3 separate regions of the Mus musculus genome follow, and regions 2 and 3 are each linked to region 1. The links are chromatin contacts, called in public HiChIP or PLAC-seq maps. All regions are on one chromosome and are shown on one strand. The core of a region is the stretch at or near the end of the contact, and the rest is flanking DNA. Distances in the headings are between cores, read along the strand shown.

Evidence for each region. HiChIP or PLAC-seq counts read pairs in DNA pulled down with a chosen protein or histone mark.
Region 2: a contact with region 1 is called in an HNF4G HiChIP or PLAC-seq map of pancreatic cancer cells. The contact joins the promoter of Cldn3 here to the promoter of Baz1b in region 1. A contact is called at or near these places in 4 of 39 promoter capture datasets (the 3T3-L1 cell line, hippocampal neurons, liver and 1 more), 4 of 115 datasets of contacts at active chromatin or transcription factors (bone marrow-derived macrophages, embryonic stem cells and pancreatic cancer cells) and 2 of 9 other capture datasets (adipose tissue and liver).
Region 3: a contact with region 1 is called in an H3K4me3 HiChIP or PLAC-seq map of embryonic stem cells, with 14 read pairs. The contact joins the enhancer-like site here to the promoter of Baz1b in region 1. A contact is called at or near these places in 2 of 484 Hi-C or Micro-C datasets (CD4 T cells and embryonic stem cells) and 5 of 115 datasets of contacts at active chromatin or transcription factors (bone marrow-derived macrophages, embryonic stem cells and pancreatic cancer cells).

Annotation. Positions count from the first base shown.
Region 1 is chr5:135,185,027-135,189,129 of GRCm38.p6, forward strand. Baz1b (bromodomain adjacent to zinc finger domain, 1B) reads left to right here and starts at 2,297. Exons shown (of 19, transcript NM_011714.2): 1 at 2,297-2,730. The coding sequence starts at 2,624.
Region 2 is chr5:134,984,918-134,988,600 of GRCm38.p6, forward strand. Cldn3 (claudin 3) reads left to right here and starts at 1,297. Exons shown (of 1, transcript NM_009902.4): 1 at 1,297-2,559. The coding sequence starts at 1,528. The coding sequence ends at 2,187. It overlaps Wbscr25 (Williams Beuren syndrome chromosome region 25 (human)), which reads right to left. Exons shown (of 5, transcript NR_026907.1): 5 at 2,516-2,673.
Region 3 is chr5:134,964,740-134,968,658 of GRCm38.p6, forward strand. No RefSeq gene overlaps it. Among named protein-coding and RNA genes, the nearest start is that of Cldn3, 20 kb to the right of the region's middle. Within about 2 kb of position 1,647, at least 146 of the 459 cell types and tissues checked have an H3K27ac peak or open chromatin away from gene starts, as enhancers often do. A contact at or near this core is called in bone marrow-derived macrophages and embryonic stem cells, where this site is marked.

The DNA of each region.
Region 1 (4,103 bases), core at 1,047-3,546:
TGCTTAGAACAATTGGAAGAAAAGATTCAGAAGGCAATGAGCAATCCAAGGTACAGAGGAGAGGTGGATGCAGCTAGGAGACTGAGGCAGGAGGCCTGTGGTTTGAGGCTGGCCTGGCTACATGGCATGAACCTGTCTCACAAAACCAGGATGGCAGTGCCAGGTGGTTCTGTCCCGGCCCAGTAAGCGCATTTTTCTTTACCTTCCCTTTTTTCTTTCATTTCTCCTTTCCTTCTTTTGCTTCCTGTCCCTACTCCACCCCCTTTATGATAGGCCATAGTCCTGCCTGACAAGTTGCCTCTCCTTCCCAGTGCTGGCATTCTGATCTTCACGACCACCTAGTATCAGATCCTCAACTCTCCAGCTTTTACTATTATTTTCTTGTGTGTGTGTCTGTGTGTGAATGTATGTTTTGCCTGTGTGTCTGTGCCCTACATGTGTACAGTGCCCAAGGAGACCAGAAGAGAGTGTCAGATCCTCTGGGACTGAACTTACAGATTGTTGTGAGCCACCATGTGGGTGCTGGGACTCAAACTCTAGTTCCCAGCAAGAGTAGCCAGTACTCTTAATTTTGAGTCATATCTCTGGCCCCAACGTTTATTTATTTATACATACATATCCTTTAATAGGATTTTAATTAATGAACTATACATTTAAATTTATTATTGTTATTGTTGGTTTCAGAGTCTCACTATGTACTTATTTATGTGAAGAGGTGGGGGTGGAGTGGGGGTGTGAAGGCATGCCCACATGCCTTCAGAGACCAAAAGAGGGCGCTAGAGCGTCTTTGACCTTTTGAACTGGAGTTAGTAATGGTTGAGAGCCATTGCATGTGGATGCTGGAATCCAACTCAGGTCTTCTGCAAGAGCAGTATGTGTTAACCTTAAGCCATCCCTTTAGGCCCATCTTTTTTAATAGTACATTTATTTTTATTTTAAATTATGTGTATGGGGGGGGTATGTATACAGGGTTGCAAGAATCTACTGCTCTGGAGTCACAGGCGATTGTGATCCTCCAACACAAAAACTGTGAATCAGACCCAGAATCTCTGGAAGAACTCTTAATTGCATGCGGAGTCACTTCTCCAGCCCCATGAGCTTAATACATATGTTTTCTAACATAGCTTTATTTATTTATTGTTATAGGGATTTGCTATTCAGCCTGTAAGACTGTAGCCCAGGTTAGTCACAAACTCACTTAGGACCGTCCAGCTTCAAAAACCTGCATCACTTAGTTGCACTATATACACACACACATATATATATATACACACACATATATATGAATGAATATAGTCTTTTACATATGTACATACAGAAAACCTTCTTTATTATTCTTCCGTTTATTTTACTTTCAAGATTTATTTTTAAATTGTGTATGTGTGCACACGTGGTGGGGGATGTTACGTGCACGTGAGTACGTGCACCTGAGGAGGCAAGAGGAATGGGAACTCCTGGAGCTGCAGCCGGAGGCAGGTTCCAGCTACCCGATGTGGGAGCTAAGAATTGAACTTGGGTCCTCTGAACGAGTACAAGATCTTAGCCCCTGAGTCTGCTCTGCGGCTCTTCCTCCACATATTTTTAAAGAAAGTTCTTCATTATCCTTCCCTGTAGTCCTTAAAAAACAGGCTGTTAATCTCCATTTCTCAATTACAGTGATGCCGCGTCGGGGAAGGTTGGGGTCCTAGTCGCCCCAATGCGGAACTTCAGTTTGGAGAGGGCCTGAGTTACTTCCCGCCCAGTACAGCTCCACCCGCGCATCCCCGGGCGTGGCCGAGCGCGGCCCCTTTAAGAAGGGGGGCGGAGCGCGAGTGGAAAGACAAAGCCCCTGGCCGCGCGCTCCCCCTCCCCCCTCCGGCGCAGCACACGGACAGTGAGTGCCCGGATGTCGGTGTCGCCGTCGGTGACAGATGGCGCAATGTCTGTATCAGTGACAGGGCTTTTTGCTCTGACCTCTTTGAGTCTTCCGCTTTTCGTCCTCCCCCTCCTACTGCTGTCCCATTACTTTTGAAGTCCGCCACTGGAGGCCCGCACGCCCGTCCCCGGCTCTTACATAACGTGACCTTTCACCTTTTCAGACTGCCCTCTGCTGCGCTGCAACTCAACTTCGCGGCTGGAGCCCAGGGGGCGGGACTCGACCTCGGAGCGGCAGCCTCTCTGAGCCAATAGGCTGCGAAGGCCGACGAGCCCTCCGCCTATCGGAGCCTCCGCCCCAGGGCGCCACGGAGAAGCAAGTTAGTCTGTGCGCTGGCCCGGCAGCGGGGGGGAGGAAGGGAATCTCCCGCCATTTTTCAATAATTTCCTCCCGTGCCCGCTGGAGAGGAGTCGTGACTGGCGGCCGCCGCGGCGGAGATCGGCGTGAGGTGAAAGGCGCCGGAAGGGGCGAGGAGAATCTCTCCGTTTTCTCCCCTCGAGGCGTCCCCCTGGCTTCCATGGCCGTGGCGCGGTCCCGCCAGCTCTGAGGGAAGCCGGAGTTCGCGCCGCCCTCTCACCCCTCCCCTCCCCCATCGCCCCGGGAGCCAGGCGCCTCGCTCGCTCGCTCGCCCCGGGGCTGCCGGGGCCTAGCGCTGCGCAGCAGAGCGGCCGAGCCTTCGGCGCTCCGTCCCCTGCCGGCGCCGCCGCGATGGCGCCGCTGCTGGGCCGCAAGCCCTTCCCGCTGGTGAAACCGCTGCCCGGAGAGGAGCCGCTCTTCACCATCCCGCACACTCAGGAGGCCTTCCGCACCCGGGAGTATCCTTTCTCCGCGCGCGGTGTGGACGCTCGGCCGCGGCTGCGCAGGGCGAGGGATGGAGATGGCGAGATGCGAATGGGCCGCGCGCGGCTCGCGGGGCAGCTGTCACCGCACGGGGCCGTCCGCGGGCCGTGATGCCCGGGGCCCTGCTTTACCCGGGCTTGGGAGCTCCGCGGCGAGATCCCTCCGGGCCGTCTCCAGCCGTCCTTCCCGGAACCGCGCGCCTCCATCCCTTTTCCCCTTACTTTGTCCCCGGGGCCTCGGTGGTGATCGCAACACCAATCCCCTCCTCCCCAACTTGGCTTCGGGCCCTAAATGACTAGGGAGGGTAGCCGGGTTCCCTTTGCGCATTTTATTTCTCTCTCCTTTCATAGAAATGAAACCGTCAAGTTTAAGTTTTTGAAATTGTACCGGCGCAGCCGCGTGATCCGGCTTGTGCAAGCCTCTACTGCGTCTTGAGTGGGCTGTGCGGGGACACTGATGTGGCTTGTGGGTTTTGTTTTTCTCCTCCGGAGTGGACTTTAGGCCAGGGATGAACTGACAGAACCGTAAATCACAAAACCTGGCATTAACTTTTTACCCACTGAAGATGGGAAGGAGCAGAAAGGTACATTGATGGTTCTGGTGGCCATTTATTTCCTAGAGAACACAGAAGTTTGACACTTAGAAGTTTCATTTTTCCGTCTTTTTTTTTTTTTTTTTTTTTTTGAGGGAGCGCTTCATGTAGCACCGGCTGGCCTCGAACTCAGAGAGGCTGGACACTGCATTCCCGATCCTGTCTGTCTGTCTGCCTGTCTCTCTGTCTCTCAATCTCTCTCTCTCTCTCTCTCTCTCTCTCTCTCTCTCTCTCTCTCTGGTACGTGAAACTGGTGTTTTAGAATACAAAGTCAGCATTTCCAATCATTACTTTAAGATTTCTTGACCAAGCATAGCCTCTTAGTTAAAAGTTGTAGTACTTCCCCCCCCCCCCCCCCCGCCCCCGGTAGGGGGAATGTTGAATCTTTTAAGGCTTATTTGTTTTTTAAAAAGCTAAGTTTCCTTACCAAACTTGCCTGTCCTGCTATCTTTACCACCCCTTTTCCTTTGGAAAGATTAGGTAAGAGCAGGAAGGATTCAAGTGAAGTATTTCAGTTTGCTCTTGGCCTTTGCCTCTTTCCTGCTTTGTTTTTTGTTGTTTCATTTTTAATTGTCTTGTAACCTAGGTTGATGTCTAAGGTAGGTGTTGGAAGCTAAGTGTGACGTTTTCCTTCCTAACTTCCCAAGTGATGGAATTGCCGATCACCTGTGTAGATTTAATAAAATGTTCTGAATATTTAGGATACTTTTACTCCCCTTCCTTTCCTCAATATTTGGGGAATTTACCGTAGGGCCC
Region 2 (3,683 bases), core at 47-2,546, 200 kb before region 1:
AGGACCCCAAGCACGGGTCCTCGAAGAGGATGTATAGGAAACTAAACCAAAAGAGCTGTATCCTAGCTGAGGTGAAGGGAAGAGGCAACGGGAGAAGTCGGAGCATGCGCCACCCCAAGGTGTGCGGCAGGGGAGTCAGTGTCCGGAGGCAAAAGGAATTGGTGTTTTGGGGGCTTTTTTGGTGTTACTTTGTAGCTTGTTTGAGCCAGGGTCTCATGTAGCCCATCTGGCTTTGAATTCTCCGTGTCGCCAAGATGGTCTTGAACTCCTGCCTGCCTCCACTTTCCCAAGCTCTGGGACTACAGGCATGGCATGCTGCACAGGGCTTCTGCACAGGAGTTGTGAGACACAGTTTCGCTGTATCTGGCCTTGAACTCACAGCTGTCTGCTTGCCTCAGCCTCAGGCAGGAGCCAACACACCTGGCTAGACGTCTTTTTTTTTTCTCATGTGTATCAAATCTCTTTCCCACTGTTCACTCACCCTGGTACTCACTCTGCCCCGCCCCCACCCCCAAAGGAAAGAAAACAAGACTCCATCTAGAGAACCTCCGTGGGGGAAAGCAGCTTCTAGGTGGGCGGGCATTTGAGCTAAGCCATGTAGGCTTGCCACCAGCCCAGGTCACATGAGGGTGCTGGACAAGAATTTGAACTCAACACCGGTCCCTGAGGTGCAGAGTGGGCTCTGCAGGTGGTCGTTGTCCCTGGTTTCAGAGTTCTGTATATCAGGTTGCACTTGGACAAGGCCAGAGTGCTTGTGTCAAAGCCTGAGGGACTTGGAGCAGGTGCTACAATTCCATCCACCTACGGCGACAAACAGCCTCAGCCACGCCCCCACCTAGGTCCTCCCAGTCCGGGTTGTCCAGAGGAATTGGCCGCGCCTCCATCCTACGCCTCCCGCGCTAAAGAAGACGGAGGTGGGGGACAAGAGAGTCAAGCAGTTTACAATTGGTGATTTGCACTTCAAATCCTTGAAGCGCCCCTCCCACTCTGTATAGCTCTAGAGAATTCGTTATGCTTAAGGAGCTTGGGGAGGTTGGGAAGGGAGGGAGCTTAGACGACCCCGCCCTCCTTCGATACACACTCTCCCACCCCACCCCCACCCCCGCCACACACAACACATACACTTCAGCATTGAGGTTCTAGCCAAATCCTTTCTCCTATGGTGAAGGGGGTTGGGGAGGACGGACCGGACTGGACGGGACACACGTCACTGTCCCCTGGGCCAGAAGAGCGAGCTCCACCCTCCTCCTCTAGGCACCAAGCTAAGTCCAACCCACCCCATCCCAGAGCCAACCCAGTCTCAGAAGCCAGTCTCCAAAGCCACAGGCAGGTGCAGGGGCAGTCTCTGTGCGAGCCCCAGGAGAGGAGCCGTTAAGCGCGCTCCGTCCTTTGCCACCCACCCGTCGTTCCCGGCGACAGACGTCCGTCAGTTTTCGAAGGGCAGTTGATTCCCAGGTCCAGCGGCCGCGATCCCTGGTCTCCCAGTCCCCTGAGCTGCCCGGCCGAGCCGGTTCAAGTCCAGCAGCCATGTCCATGGGCCTGGAGATCACCGGCACGTCGCTGGCCGTGCTGGGCTGGCTGTGCACCATCGTGTGCTGCGCCCTTCCCATGTGGCGCGTTTCGGCCTTCATCGGCAGCAGCATCATCACGGCGCAGATCACCTGGGAGGGCCTGTGGATGAACTGCGTGGTGCAGAGCACCGGTCAGATGCAGTGCAAAATGTACGACTCGCTGCTGGCCCTGCCGCAGGACCTGCAGGCCGCCCGAGCCCTCATCGTGGTGTCCATCCTGCTGGCCGCCTTCGGGCTCCTCGTGGCGCTCGTGGGCGCCCAGTGTACCAACTGCGTACAAGACGAGACGGCCAAGGCCAAGATCACCATCGTGGCGGGAGTGCTTTTCCTGTTGGCGGCTCTGCTCACCTTAGTACCGGTGTCCTGGTCGGCCAACACCATCATCAGGGATTTCTATAACCCGTTGGTGCCCGAGGCCCAGAAGCGGGAGATGGGAGCTGGGTTGTACGTGGGCTGGGCTGCCGCCGCGCTGCAGTTGCTAGGGGGCGCCTTGCTGTGTTGCTCCTGCCCACCGCGCGACAAGTATGCACCCACCAAGATCCTCTATTCTGCGCCGCGATCCACCGGCCCTGGCACCGGTACCGGCACCGCCTACGACCGCAAGGACTACGTCTGAGGGGCCGGGTGCACGCAGACCGTACCGTCACCACTACCAGCAGTCGATGAACCCCACCCGTCCAGCGTGCAGCCTCGCGTCTGAGACCACCCCACCTTCCAGATGGTGACAGACGACACACAGTCTGCTTGCTAGGCTGGAAGAGGACAGACAGGCTGGCATCTCCCCTTCTCCGGCTGCCACCTGACTACCGGGCCTAGGAACTGTCCAAGCCGAATGGACAAAGAAACCTCGCCCTTCCCAAGAACTGGGCTGGGGTGGCCACTGCAGCTACTTGCCAGCCCCGCAGAAGCTCACAGTGGGCAGAGACAGGCAAACCATGAAACGGGCCATTTCATATTTTTCAATAAAAGTCTTTCGTTTTTTGCAGTCGCTGGAGCTTCCTTATCCTGAACGCCACCGCACAGGCTACCACCTCCCCTACGGGGCACCTGCTGGGGACTGTCCCTCGAATAGCCCTCATCACGGGCAGCGAGCTTTAAACAGCTTCACAGGTTGAGTAAGGAGAAAGTGGGGGTACACATGAGTTTTTGTGCTCACTAGGTGGGTAACACTTGGGAGATATCCCAGCACTGATCTCCACAGACCCTATGGCGAGCGAGGTTTATCTAGCAATCCAGCCAGAGGGCGTATGAGGAACTCTGCTGGAGAGGGGCAAGGGGAAGAACACAGGGACTCTTCTCTGGGACAGCCTAGTTGGTTTGTGCTTGTATCCACAGCCTTGCTCCGGGCATTTGGGGTAGCTGATGTGCAAGCTAAAGAATTACATTCTCTACCGAGATTTCATATTTGGAGACGTGGAACAAAAAGACCTATTGTTCAGACCAAATGCCTCACCTAAAGGACTGCCATTCAGACAGACGGTGGGGATGTGGCTCAGTGGTAGGACACTTGTGTAGCATGCATGGGGCTTGGGTTCCATTCCCAGCACTGGGAGTGTTGGGGGACACCTAAAAGGGACATTTGGCAAAGTCTTCTGACTTGGAGGTGGAGAGATGAGGGGAAAGGCCACCCCACCTTCTTCCCAGTGCCCTCAAGGGAGGGAGGGACCCAGCTTTAAACAATATTGAGACTGGAGGCACCTCTTGGACAAGGTAAAGGGAACTGAGGCGGGGCTCTTGGAGGGGGACAGGTCCCTGGCTTCCTAGGCTTTAAAAGGGTGACATCGTCTGGAAAGTGTAGGTGGAAATGTAGTTCAAGGTTGGCCTCTCTAACACTTAGAAATTTCTTTTCTCTTTCCTTTCCTTTTTTCTTTTCTTTCCTTTCCCTTTTTCTTTCCTTTCCTTTCCTTTTTCCTTTCCTTTCCTTTCCTTTCTTCTTTTCCTCTTCTTTTCTTTTCTTTTCTTTTCTTTTCTTTTCTTTTCTTTTCTCCTTTGAGACAGGGTTTCTCTGTGTAGCCCTGGCTGTCCTGGAACTCACTCTGTAGACCAGGCTGGCCTCAAACTTTCAGAGATCCGCCTGCCTCTCTGCCTCCCTAGTGCTAGGGTTAAGGGTGT
Region 3 (3,919 bases), core at 397-2,896, 220 kb before region 1:
TGATTAAGAGCACCAGATACTCTTTCAGAAAACTTGGGTTCAAGTGTCAGCACCCACATGGAGGCTCACAATTCTGTTTAACTCCAGTTGCAAGGGATCTAGTGCCCTCTTCTGTCCTCCAAGGGCCCTTGGCACACACCACCTGGTGCAAGACATAAATGCAAGCAAAGAGGCAGAGGGATTTCTCAGTTAGAGGCCAGCCTGGTCTACAAAGTGAGTTCCAGGACAGCCAGGGCTATACAGAGAAACCCTGTCTTGAAAAACCAATAAATACATACATACATACATACATACATACATACATACATACATACATAAATGCAAGCAAAACATCTATACCTATAAAATTGAAAATACAACAAAAGTACATTTAAATGTAGGTTATGTCTTTTAAAAATAGGGATGGAACTGGGCAGTGATCACACATGCCTTTAATCCCCACACTCAGGAGACAGGTGGATATCTGAGTTTAAGGACAGCCTGGTCTACAGAGTGAGTTCTCAGACAGCCAAGGCTACACAGAGAAATGTCTCAAAAAGGGGCAAGGCAGGTATTGGGATATGCCTCAGCAATAGAATGCCTACCTAGCTCTCATGAGACCCTTGCTTTAGTCACCACTACCACCAAACAAATAAAAAATTTTGAGACAGCATCTCACTATTTAGACCTGGATGATCTGGAACTCACTATGTAGACCAAACTGGACTTGAACTCTTAGAGACCCAGAGTCAGGGTGTGTGTGGTGGTGGTGGGATGGCGGGGCTTTAAAGGTGTGTGCCACTACTCCAGGCAAATTTAAAATCTTAAAACAAAGAAACTCCAGTCGGGGCATCACTACCTCCTGTCCCAGGCCACTCTTTTCACATCAGCCTCAACTCTCTGTCCAGCAGCAATCTCTAGCTCCGCGGCTAGATTAGCCCTGAGCCTGCAATAGCTCTTGCTAGCGTCGCCCTCTTCTGTTTGCTAGTGGGAACTGCATCCATAAAGTGTCCAACAAGGTTTGATAGAAAATTTGAAAATCTCAAACAACACTGGAAGGAGAGGCACCGGGCGTTAGAACAGGTTGCTAAGGCACCTACAAATTGACTGCGCATGTAGAGAACTACGGGTGGGTTTCTTTTTACATTTGCAAAATATTAACAGTTGTGGAATACTGGAGATCTGAATCTGTCCTGCCCCGGGTTCGCGCTGACCGGCAGGATAACTAGACGAGGTCCAGTGCACCTTAGGAGCCTGCGGAGAGAGCAGCAAGTGTAGCCGAGTTGTGACATAGTCTGAGAAGGCCACTCTGGGGCAGGAGTATGAGGTCCCAGGAGACTGAATGGCAAGAAGGGCCTGTCCATTCCTGGTGGGGAGCTGTGGACCTAGGCTCAAGAACACCCCTTAGTGGAGGTGAGCGTTCCTGCAGCTTGGCCCACTTGCGCGCGCGCGAGCGCGCGTGCGTGTGTGTGTGTGTGTGTGTGTGTGTGTGTGTGTGTGTGTGTGTGGTGTGCATGCCATGACACGCATGTAGAGGTCAGAAAACAACCTACTGCAGTTTTCTTCTTTCACCTTGTGATTTCTGGGAACTGAACCCGGTCTTAGCTGCAAGCCCCTTCACGTGCGGAGGCACTTCACTGCTCCCCGGCACACAACGACACCACCTCTGCTTGGTCTTGTGGAAATACTGCCACCCTGAGGACCTAGCTTCAAAGAGTCCTCCCAGGCCGGTCCTGATGTAGTCTGTCTGAGGATAAGTGTGCGCCTTAGTGGCGGAAAGGAAAGAGGAACTGTTTGAGCCACTAGGAGGGCTGTAAAATTACGTATCGGCCCAGCAGCTCCACCCCTTAAAAGACGGAGACCCTGCCCACATGCTGGAGATGGATGGAGAGCCCCACCTATAGATTCACTTCAGGACCCGAAGCTCCGCCCACACTCTCACCTTTGCCTCATCTAGACACTAGATGGCCTTGCCAACATTCTCCTAATGGATTTGATAGGCCTGCTTGCAATATTGTCAAAAACATGGCTTACTTACATACAGGGAAACTCCGCCCACAGGGATACTTTGGCATGGATGGCCCCGCCCACATGCTCACCTAGGAAAAGCCACTGAAAGCAAACTGGGCCAGCTAACCTTACTCTGAAACACCAGCACCCATAAAGTTCTTGACTACAGTTCCTGAAGATGTGAAGTCCACGTTCTGACCTCTGCCAGCACACCAGGCACGCACGCTATGCACATCACATATATACAGGCAACACTCACATAAATGAAACCAAATTAATCTTTTAAAAAAGGGAGAAAACCCTGGCCTCACACGAGGCCCATTCACCAAGCCCCCTGCTTCTTCACCCCTTCAAGCCATCTCCCCGAAATTCCCCAGGGAGAATGAAAGCTCCGCAGCGAAAGAGACTGCGATTTCGCTAGGGGAAAAAGGAGCCCAGGGGGACGAAGAAGGGGGTTAGAGTGGGCCAAGGAATTCAGGGATCTAGTCTGGGACCAGGACGTTCCCTTGACTAGGCAACCAGGCAGCCCCCAGGCTGGGTTACACTGGATCTGGCCGAGACCGGAAGAAAGATCTCTTGGGCAGGGCCTGTTTACGACTTAGTGAAACCTAGCCCTGGGGAGAGAGAAGTTTCTCCCGAGGGGGAGGGGGAGGCAGGTGTGACTCACCCCTCCCTCACCTGATCTATGACACCTAAGAGCCTACCTGGGAATTACCCCAGAGTAGCGCACCAACCAGGTTTGACTGAGAGAAAAACCGATTCCACCCTGACCTGGCCGCTCTCACCTCGCACCTTCCCAATGTACCCCCCCACGGGAGAGTCAGGTCACACCCAGAACTATGGACTTTCTGGGTGAGAATACAACACCCTGTCACGCAAGAACAAGGCCCATCTGCTTTAGACTCAGTTTGCACAGGGCACAAGCAGGAGGAAGGCAACATACAGTAGGCACACGCAGTGTAAGCACACAGTGGGGCAGGCAGCATGCAGGAGGTTCAGTATTCAGAAGACACGCGCAAGGGTCAGGGAATGTGCAGGAAGTGCAAGGGTCAGGGAATGTGCAGGAAGTGCAATCGGCGGGAGGTCTAGGTGCTCACTACCCTGCTGTAAAGGACAGACACCAGGAAACTTAACAAAAACCCGGCTTCCACACTAGGCCCACTCACTAACTCACGCCCGTCTGCCCCAACCTGTTTTACTTCTCAAATAGCCCTAAGAGGTCCAGGAAGCTGGAAGGAGAAACCTGAGCCCTAGGGCAGCAGAGAGAGAGGGAACCATCAACTGATTAGAGCCAGGTAGACCCTCTCCAAGAACCCTAAGAGGAAAGCCACGGCCGACCGCAGAAGTCTCCGTGACACCCGTGATAATCCAGAGGGTGAAATATCACACGATGCCCCTGGATCTGCCCTCGGGCTTTGCCCTTTGCTGATGGTTGGGGTCCTTTGAGTTTTGTTGCCGGTTTAGTTTGGTTTGGGTTTTTTCATGGCAGGTGTGTAACCCTGGCCATCCTGGAACTTGCTCTGTAGACCAGGCTGGCCTCAAACTTAGAGACTGGCCTGTCTCTGCTGGGATTAAAAAACTAAGTCACCACTGCCCAGCCGTTTGTTGTTTGTTTGTTTGTTTGTTTGTTTGTTAATGCTGGGGTTTGAACCCTGAACCCAGAGCTTCTCACCTGTTGGCCAAGAGCTCTAACTCTCAGCTCCACTCCAGCAACGTGCACAACTTGTGTGTGTGTGTGTGGTCAGATTCAAAAGTAATAATAAAAAATAAGAATCAGCCAAGCTTAATGGCACACACCTTTGATCCCAGCACTTGGGAGGTGGATCTCTGTGCTCCTAAGCCAGTGTGGTCTACATAGAGTGTTCCAAGACAGCCAGGGCTATGTAGAGAGGCTCTGCTTCAAAAACCAAACCAAACCAAAATGGAATAG